Linked DNA regions of Zea mays: region 2 is linked to region 1. A link is a contact called in public Hi-C data. All regions are on one chromosome and are shown on one strand. Each heading gives the region's core, a stretch centred on a gene start, on an enhancer-like site or on the middle of the called end of the contact. The rest is flanking DNA. Distances are from core to core; before and after follow the strand shown.

Region 1 (4,724 bases), core at 19-2,518:
CTGTGTCGTGTTGCCAGGGTGCAGCCAATACTCAGCCAATGCCATAACTCGGTCGATTAATAACGTAGTCTGATCGACATGTCAGAGTACCCACTATACAATTTAATCGCTCAACGTGAGTCCAAAAGCTCAACACATCATAAATATTTAGAGCGATTTTAGTCTGCGCAGTATAGTCTGCACACCCATTTTAATAATTTTCTGCTAATTATTTACTACGGGAAATAATTATTAATGCAAAAAACGAACACCAAAATTAATGCATGAGCATAACACATCACGTGTAACTATCATTTTACCATATTCAAGCATGTATTTTTCTACTAATTATTTGCGATAGAAAAATAACTGATTAAGATAAAAAAACATGCTTAATTATTTTGTTTCTCAACCGGTCACTTACATGAAATACTCAACGCATGATTGTTTTCTTAGCCGCATGCATCTTTTCCTAGTTTGACTCATGCGGCAGGGGATGCATGGCATCATGCATATGTGTATGGAGACGTGCGCGGGTCAGCAGGTCAGCAACGGCAAGGAGAAAGTCTCGCGGCTGCAACTGCGTGCATGTCTCCTAGATCCAAAAAATGCGCGTGGAGCCAGCGACCTGATGCGCCGAGCGACGCCGCCGAGCAACCGGATCTTATAGAATGCTCTTGTTCGGGTGTGGCCCCGATACGGCTCTGGCATAGTCGAGGCACGGCTGCTAGCGCAGTGCGGTCCCGATGAGCGGAGCACCACTACGGCGATGGCAGTTCGTCGCACACAAATTACAGCACGTGCACAACTAACTGATCAATCAGTAAACATACCGTTTGTTTGCGTAGATAGAGAATCGAAGACTGTCGCGTAGGACAGTTCGGCTAGGCCGTAAGACCTGCCGGCTTAACGAGAGTTGATGCAGATCTGATCCCGCAGCGACATCGAGGTAGAGCGTGCTGATAACGTGTTGAGAACTACGTCACCACGGATCACCAGATCCGCTCCCTTCCCTCCCGTCAGCAGTAGAGGCGCGAGAAGCTGTAGAAGACCCGTCTCCCTTCCCATAAGCACGATAGAGGAAACACACGAGACACCGGGTATAGGGTTGGGCCTCTGGCCTCTTTCTCTTTTTTGTATTATGAGAGAGTATACAGGTTTCTTATATAAAGATGTTTCTTATATAAAGATGTGAGACCCCTTAGGAGCAAAGCAGGTATTTACCCATATAACCCTAAACTTAACAAGCCTTACCCTCATCCACATGCTCCCCGCTCTTGTACGCCACCATAAGGATCCCACACTTCAGTCACGGCCACCGCACGGGCCCATGGACCCACTGACGGATGGGCCCATGGATTCAATAATTTTTGTTCACACATAATTTTCCAATCCATCTTCAATGGTTTCGGTCACATTTTGGTTACCAACAATACGTATTTGAAAAGAAAATTCAAAACAAGTTGTAGTTTGTAGTTTGGAACGGAGATGGCAGAATTTAAAGAAAATGCATTGACGGTTAGAGTACGCAGCGTAGGCCCATCAGATTCTTCCGTGGTAGGGTTGACCGGTTTAGAGAGAGAGGCGAAAGACATAACTGGCAACGGGCCGCTGTAGGCTTGTTGTTTTTCACGGGTGTTTCCATGGGCCAAACATGGCTGCGCGTACCAAATGACAGTCATCTTCGATCTGGTGGAATACTACATAAGTCGTACTCCCAGGCTTGGGGCTTTAAGTGGGCTTCTATGACGTTCAGCCCATTTGTGCAAGTCATGGGTGGGCAGGATTTCCATAGTTTACGCGGACCGGCCCACTCAAAAAGAATACAGGGTCATCTCGTATTCTCCTCCAATGTATTTGTCTCGGATACGAGACCGGATACGGATAGTTAAAATTCGAGACGAATATAAGACGGAACCGGCTAATAATTCGGACGGGTAATAAACGGGTATCGGATATCACTCGGGTAGATAACAGATATTTATCGGGTAGTTCGTCCCAATAATATTAATTGACCAACCATCCAACAAACAAATAAAATAAGAAATACATAATTATGTAAATGAATAAGGATATTATAGAATCGACAACATAATTTGAAAAAACATAATCTACAAGTATACGTGATTTATAGCTGCTTCCTTCGCTTGAGGAACTTTTTTCTCTTGTACATCCATAACATTCTTTCATTCTTTATTTCCCTTGAAGACTTCTGCTCATGACGCATTATATTACCATGATACGTTACCAATTAACAAATGTAGAACACATCAACTTCTGGAGTTGTGTTGGAGGATTTTGATTCCCACTTCTCCAATAAATTTTATCATAGTTATCTGGATAACACTAGTAAGATAATGCATAAATCTGACAGCGTTGCTCTTACAAATCCATTTCTTAGCATGTGACATATCATTTTCTGCAGTAAACGTATACCCTATTTCTGATTATGGGAAACTAAGCAATGAAGTCGATAGATGTGCCCAAAGGACAAAAATGTCATGTACGTACAAAAATGTCACGTAGTATTTGGCTACTACTAGCAGTATATGGTAGCAAGCTGGTTCTCAGAATTTCGATTGTCACTGTCGTAGTGCTAGTAGGCCAAAGCTAACCAACCAAACACTGAGCTTGGGCTAATGAGCCGTAAGCCAGCTTCATCCGCATGGCGCATGACAGTGGAGACCGCAACCGGCCAAAATAGCAAGGTGCCCGCTAGGTGAGTACCCGGGTACCCGATCATCCGATACCCGTATCCGAACCGAGGTTCGCGGGTTGTTACCGGATAATAGTGACTCTGTATCCTATCTGTATCTGGCTGTACATTATTCGTGTAGTATTCGTATCCGTCCCGACAACAAAAATACCCGTATCTATATTCGAAAAATCGGGTTATTTCACTACCCGTATCTGGTACCCGATCCGGGTACCGTGCCTTTTTCACCCCTAAGGGCTTATTCGGTTATTTTCAATCCATATAAATTGGAATGGATTAATACAGATTGAGAGAGATTTTAACTTACTAGTGATTGAAATCCCCTCAATCCCCTCAATCCCCTCGATTCATATAGATTACGGTATAACCGAACAAGCACTAAATGAGACAGTGCAGTTGGGATAATCAGTACCTCAACCAAACAAATCGTAGTCACTGCTTCCATTCACGTCGCTCCCCTGTTACCAGTTATCACACACGAGTACAGGACACAAGTGCCTTCCATTATTAAAAAAGGCACACAAGTCCTTGTATACAACTGTTTCGTTTCATCAGCAATGCAGATCTCTACAGCTGCATAAGCCTAGTTGCTCTCAGCAACTATTGTTGATTGATACCAGGCCATCAGGACCACTAGTCAACTCTCTTCTTGATGGCCTTAGAGTCTATGGTCATTATGCATTCATGCATAGTGCTACTCACTTAACGACAGTAGTAAGTTACAGAAGGACATGCAGCATCTGAGACCTGATGAGAGGTTGCCAGCTTTTCTTACCCCTACTCCACGAGTATGAATACAAGCTACTACGTCCTAGAAATGCTAATGGGACCCTATCCTTGATCCGGTGGGAAATTCTTTCATTAGAAGATGGAGATCATGGGATGTAAACGGAAAAAATTCTTCCCCAACGAATAAACGGGGATGAGGATGAAGAAGCATTCTCCATTCCTGTTCCTCGCCAGGACCCTTTAAACGTGGCGACATCTTCATATAATAGTTAATGATAAAAATAAACAATTACCTTGTCAAAAGATCATTCATTGTACAAAATATGTTTATTTTGATGTACACATAATAATTTATTACATCTGATAATGTGTATAAGTGACAATGTTTTGCATTAATAACATATGAAGTATGTCCTAATTATAATTTAAGTGTGGGCGGAGATTCCTGACGGGAATTTATCCTCACGGGGAACGAAGATAAGGAAGAAATGTCTTCCGCAAGCGTTCGTGAGGATTCCCGTGGGGATTTTTTTCGTTGCGAGGACAAGAATGGGGAGCTAAAACCCGACGGGGATTTCCCTATTGCTATCCTATGTCCTGCAGAGATACACTCAGCCCTGCGAAAGGTGACCCTTGCAACGCTCCCCGTGCGGTCACCCCCTCCCCTTGTATGACGGCTACAGGAGCGCCGCCACGCCCGTAATGTGGCTCCCTACCAGGCCCTTCGGTTGGCGGAAGTGAACAGGAGACCACCACAGCTAGCGTGAGGGCGTCGGCTCCCCTATCACTGTTCATGTGTACATTAGTTTTTTAATAGGTGAAGAAAAAATCATAATAGATGAAAAATAAGGTTGGATAATGATATTTTATAGTTATAGTGGAGTATAGGGGATAATAAAAGAGGAATTGCTGTAGGAGATAAAAACATTAGGGGATGAAATATTGATGATGTGATAAAAAATGATATAGGGGAAATATTCAAAAGCCGCTTTAGATAGTCTAACTGAGCCGCCTACGTGTGAAAAGGCAATTAATCTAGATAGTACCCCTCGTCCATAATAAATACTCTTCTAGTTTTTAAAACAAACACTTTTAGATTTTAATTTTTGTTTTAAAATAAATACATCTTCTAGACATGGTGCTACCTCACTTTTTTCTACTTCTACTATTCTCAAAATGCAATGGTTTGAGTATTTCTGACAACCTCTGCCTTTAATATCCAAGAGAGAGGCTCTAAGAAATTGTTTGGTATGAAGAATCAATCTATTCTATATAAGATGGTGCATCATGAGTCTATTCC
Region 2 (5,275 bases), core at 2,109-4,608, 83 kb before region 1:
GGCCAGCGACGGCAGCGGCTGGAGCAACGGCACCGGCACCGGCGCCGGCGGCAGCGCCGGGAAGCCGCACAAGGGCGGCGACCCCAGGTGGAAGGCCATCCTCGCGGCGCGCGCGCGCGACGGGCCCCTCGCGATGGGCAGCTTCCGGCTGCTGCGGAGGCTCGGGTGCGGCGACATCGGGACGGTGTACCTGTCCGAGCTGAGCGGCGGAGGCGCCGGCAACGGCGGCGCGGCGAGGCCCTGCTGGTTCGCGATGAAGGTCATGGACAAGGCGTCGCTGGAGAGCCGGCGGAAGCTGAGTCGCGCGCAGACGGAGCGGGAGATCCTGCAGCTGCTGGACCACCCGTTCCTGCCCACTCTGTACGCGCACTTCGAGACCGACCGCTTCGCCTGCCTTGTCATGGAGTTCTGCCCCGGCGGCGACCTCCACGCGCTCCGGCAGCGACAGCCCGGCAAGCACTTCCCAGAGCACGCCGCAAGGTACTCGTCCGAGTCCTGTTTGATTCTTTGCTTCATCAGACCGGTAATGTGGTTTTGGAACTGCAAACAGTTGTATTGTATGACGTGAGTCAATCGTCATTCCCGTATTGCACTATTGCGGTGTAATTTTCGCTTTCAGTTGCAAGCTTGCGGCTGTGGGTTAGCGTTTTTTGCTTATTAGTTCTCTGAATTTTGAAACAAATTGATCTTCCCATTTGTTTAAGCATCGCTCCCAATCGCATACCCATATACTCTAACAAGACTACAGGAGTACAGAACAGTATAGAGCTCCAGATCTGTCTTGCAGTTCATGTCTTGCTAGTTATTTTTTTTAAAAAAAAAATGTCGTGCTACTCGTAGACTGCTAGTTAGAGTTGTTTTTTTGTTATTATTACTTTTAAAAGGAGTGCTATAAGTGATGCTATCGTCTTTGCTTTCCTCACTGTCTCTACTAGTCATGCTTAACAAACTGATGCCTAAATTAGCATAGACGCAATGTTTAATGCATGTCTCGTGCTGCAGAACATGATTCCTAGATTAGGATAGACACATTGTTTATTACTCCTATATCGTTTGCGCATTTTCATCATTGCTTCTTGAACTATTCTTTGCCGGAGTCTGAAACTTCGAATAAACAGAATGGTCGCCAATTCTGGGGTGTATGATCTCTCTCTTTTTTTTTCTTTTCTGCCAGGTTTTACGCCGCAGAAGTGCTCCTTGCGCTGGAGTACCTGCATATGCTTGGAGTGGTCTACAGAGATCTGAAGCCGGAGAACGTGCTCGTGAGAGAAGATGGCCACATCATGATCTCCGACTTCGACCTCTCCCTTCGTTGCGCGGTGTCGCCGACGCTGGTGAGATCTTCCCTGAACTCCGACTCCAGGAACGCGCAGGCTGCCTGCATCCAGCCCACATGCTTCATGCCCAAGCTCTTCGGCCAGAGGAGCAAGAAGAGCAGCAGCGCCAAGAAATCCAAATCCAAGGGCGGCGAGCCCAGGCAGCAGCAGGCTCCCACGGGCCTGCCGGAGCTCGTCGTGGAGCCGACGGGGGCGCGGTCCATGTCGTTCGTGGGGACGCACGAGTACCTGGCTCCGGAGATCATCAAGGGCGAGGGCCACGGCAGCGCGGTGGACTGGTGGACGTTCGGCATCTTCCTGCACGAGCTCATGTACGGCAAGACGCCGTTCAAGGGGCAGACGAACCGCGCCACGCTGTTCAACGTCGTCGGCCAGCAGCTCAGGTTCCCGGACTGCCCCGGCACGAGCAACGCGAGCAGGGACCTGATCAGAGGCCTGCTGGCCAAGGAGCCCCAGAGCCGGCTGGGCGTGAAGAGGGGCGCCGCGGAGATAAAGCAGCACCCCTTCTTTGAGGGCGTCAACTGGGCGCTTATCCGCTGCAGCACTCCCCCCGGCGTGCCCCGGGCCGTCGAGCCCGTGGCGTTGGCGCCGCCCGCGCCAGCTAAGCCAGCGCCGGTGGAAAGAGCGGAGATCAACAGCAGCAGCAATAGCAAGAGGATGGAGATCAACAGCAGCAGCAACAGCAAGAGGATGGAGATCAACAGCAGCAGCAAGAGGATGGCAGGAACCGGTTCTGAGTCCGGGGGGAAGTTCCTAGACTTCGAATTCTTTTAGCTAGTTTTGAGTTAACGATACTTGTTGCAGTTCAAGACGAATTGTAGGTGTAGTTCCATACTGGAGTGCTAGCGTTTGGCATGTCTGACCGGTCCCAAGTCTGTGTTGGTTGTTGAGACTTGAGAGTTGCGGCTCGTCCCATGTCACTAGACACTAGTAGTTACTTAGTCAAAGAGTAAGCCATGAAGTTTGAGTAGTCGAAGGAACGATTTGTCATCATGTCTGTTTCCATTACAAGTTATATAGCCTTATCAGATTTTTCTTTTTACTACATGATCAGCAACGAAATACACCATGTAGTTTGCCTAAGCATTCTGTACTGTACCAAAATGTGAATGTCCCATAATATGAAGTGGAACAGAGGAAGATACAGAGTTACCGACCACCTCAATAAACATACGCTATACGTTAGTATACGGTGCACTACACGACCAGGTTTTCTGCTGCGCCGATGAGGCCCATGCCGGCGGCGGGGCTCCTGTGCCGCATGAGCACGCGCAGCTGCGCCCGCTGGCACTCGAGGTTGGACACCAGATCCACCCGCTCCTCGCGCGGGCGCGGGCGCAGGCGCAGGCGCGCGGCCCTGGGGAACTCCACGAACCCCTTGATCCCCCTCCGGATGTGCGGGTTCTCGCCGCCGCCGCCGGGCTCTCGCCGGTGCGGCTTACCGTGCTGCGGGCTCTGTTGCCCGCCGTGCTGGCTCGCCGACTTGCTGCCGTTGGGGCTGCTGCAGCAGCTGCTCTTGTTGGCGTCGGCAGTGGCCTGGAGCTGTGCCACGGCGTCGTCGATCTCCCGCAGCTTCTCGTCCAGCGCGGCCCTGGCGTCGGCGAGCTTCATCTGCACCCGCTCCTCGCGCCACAGCTCGGCGACGCGCAGCATCCGCCGCTCCTCCTCGACGCCCTCCAGGGCGCGCTCCGCCTCCGCGCGCGCGGCGCCGGCCTCCTCCCGCAGCGCCCGGCACTCGGCCTCCGCGGCCTCGCTCCGCCGCCGCTCGTCGGCCAGCTCCGCGGCCAGCGCCTCGCTCAGCGCCTCCGCCTTGCGCCGCATGCGCCGCTCGAACTCCAGCTCCGCCCTCAGGTCCCTGATGCGTGCCACGCAGAGCTCCAGCTCCGACGACATGGCGCCGTACCCGTACCCTTGGTCGACCTCCTCGTCGTCCAGCGCAATGATCATAGGAGGGGGCTCGGGACTCCTGCGGACTTGGCAAGGAGAGGGCGAGCAGCAGGATGAGGAGAGATGGGTGCCCCTGCCCCGCGGGGTGTAGTGGGGGTTGTGATAAAGCTTCCAAGGTGGAGAGCCGGCAGCACCGTGGCCATGATTGGCCTCCACTTGCACCGACGCCATATTTTCCGAGCTCGGGATCTAGTATTTTATCCGCCCGTCCTACTCTATACTCGATAACAAGGGTTGGGAAAGTGATCCATGCATGGCCCCAAGGTCTGGTCACCAGCTCCTCCGAGCTTCGTCTTTGTGAGCTGTAAAAGGTAGGAGATGGTCACGTCTTGCTCTCACATGCATATGGATCCCGATCTCGACGCCGCCATCATGGTGGTTCATGATCCTCGTCGCTCGTCGCTTTTCATACGCAGGCAGGTAGGCAGCAGCAGGCTGTTTATCATTCATCAGTCTCCGCTCCTTTGGTCGGCTGTGCCTGTGCTTGGCATCGTGGGTGTAGGGAATAGGGAGGGGGATCATGTGCGCGCCATCCGCCATTGCGCTTTTTCAGTGAGGCGTGGCGCGCATGCCACGCGGTCTCGTCGCCTCGCATCCTTGCAGAAGCTAGGTGGTGCGTCTAGTGCTCGCTCAATCGATGACCAAGCAACAGGGTATCTTGCTAACCTTTGTGCTGGTTGTGATAAGTGCTGGAGCTGGATATTGTCATTGTTTGCCTCCAGTCGTGGTGGCAACATTGATTGTCTTTGTTTGATGGCCATGGCCGTCTAATGTCTTTTTTTTGTCCATCGTACTAGAGATGACAGTGTATACGAGTATAGATAAATAACCATATGTAATTATTCATTAGGTATGAGTATGGTGAAATTTATTCTCCACGAGTACGGGTATGAATATAATAAGATATCGATGAGTAAATTTTTTGCGGGTTTAGATACCAGGTATCTATATCCGTTGGGTATTTGACATATGGACCATCGGGATTTAATACACTATCTCAAATTTTTTATTTTTCAATTTTCAACTACAATGTAGTTTGGTGTTCAAATTGTTGTTCGATGCTGCTGAAACGGTGAAATTCTTGAACCATGATAAAATTGTTGTTTGATGTTGGATGTTAAAATTATAGTGGGCGAGCGGATAACGGGTATCAGTCGGATAGCGAATACTCGGCGAGTACGTGTATATGTATACACATCTATATCCACGAGCGCATGGATACATATATAGATTAAGTTTTATCTCACGTGTATAGGTTTACCAAAAATGTAACCCGGTGTCCTATACTCCTATGCATCTCTGATTGTCATAATGTCATCCTTATTGCTCTTGTGAAGGTACAGCACATTAGGAAGAAGAACAGGTGCATGCCAGTGCTGCACTGCACCGTCCAGCATCAAGACTGTTGGAATTGATATCCGCTGCCAACGCTACACCTGCGTCGTGCAGTTTCCGACCCTAATCTATAGCCCTGAGGTACCGTACCATAGATGGAACCAACGGCCGGCCTCGTGCGACGGAGTAATAGCGTGCTCGTATACACGGGGCGGCATGCAGTACTGACGATGTGCCGGCCACCGGACCTGTATCACTCGTCGTACACCGTGATATCAATCAATGGCGATGCACTCGTTACCACAGTCGTATGCATTCAATGACACAGGCATACAGGTTTGCTAGGCAATCTACACTGGATATATAAGGGTCTCTTCGTTTCGATACGACGGAATCACGTACAGAACCGAAAAAAATAGGAGAGTAAACTAAACCGTATAGTATATGAGATCATTTTATATTATACTGTACATTTAGATTATAGTATAGTATATGAGATCATTTTATATTATACTGTACATTTAGATTATAGTTAGTTGTTCATGTGTTGTGACGGCACACAAATTATTCGATCAAATATTAGCGTGCAACGATTATATAAAAACAAACAACACATGTTATCATCTACTGCAGACTCGCTTGTTGACAGAAACCTA

Evidence for each region. Hi-C and Micro-C count contacts between places; a contact is called where the count stands out from the background.
Region 2: a Hi-C map of tassel shows a contact between it and region 1, with 4 times the contacts expected there. The contact joins the promoter of LOC100277537 here to the enhancer-like site in region 1. A contact is called at or near these places in 3 of 25 Hi-C or Micro-C datasets (ear, leaf and tassel).

Annotation. Positions count from the first base shown.
Region 1 is chr1:95,135,210-95,139,933 of Zm-B73-REFERENCE-NAM-5.0, reverse strand. No RefSeq gene overlaps it. Among protein-coding and RNA genes, the nearest start is that of LOC100381684, 36 kb to the right of the region's middle. Within about 2 kb of position 1,268, at least 17 of the 20 cell types and tissues checked have an H3K27ac peak or open chromatin away from gene starts, as enhancers often do. A contact at or near this core is called in ear, leaf and tassel, where this site is marked.
Region 2 is chr1:95,220,211-95,225,485 of Zm-B73-REFERENCE-NAM-5.0, reverse strand. LOC100277537 reads right to left here and starts at 3,358. Exons shown (of 1, transcript NM_001151068.2): 1 at 2,431-3,358. The coding sequence starts at 3,284. The coding sequence ends at 2,535. It overlaps LOC103637670 (serine/threonine-protein kinase D6PK), which reads left to right. Exons shown (of 2, transcript XM_008660229.4): 1 at 1-480; 2 at 1,175-2,382. The coding sequence ends at 2,111.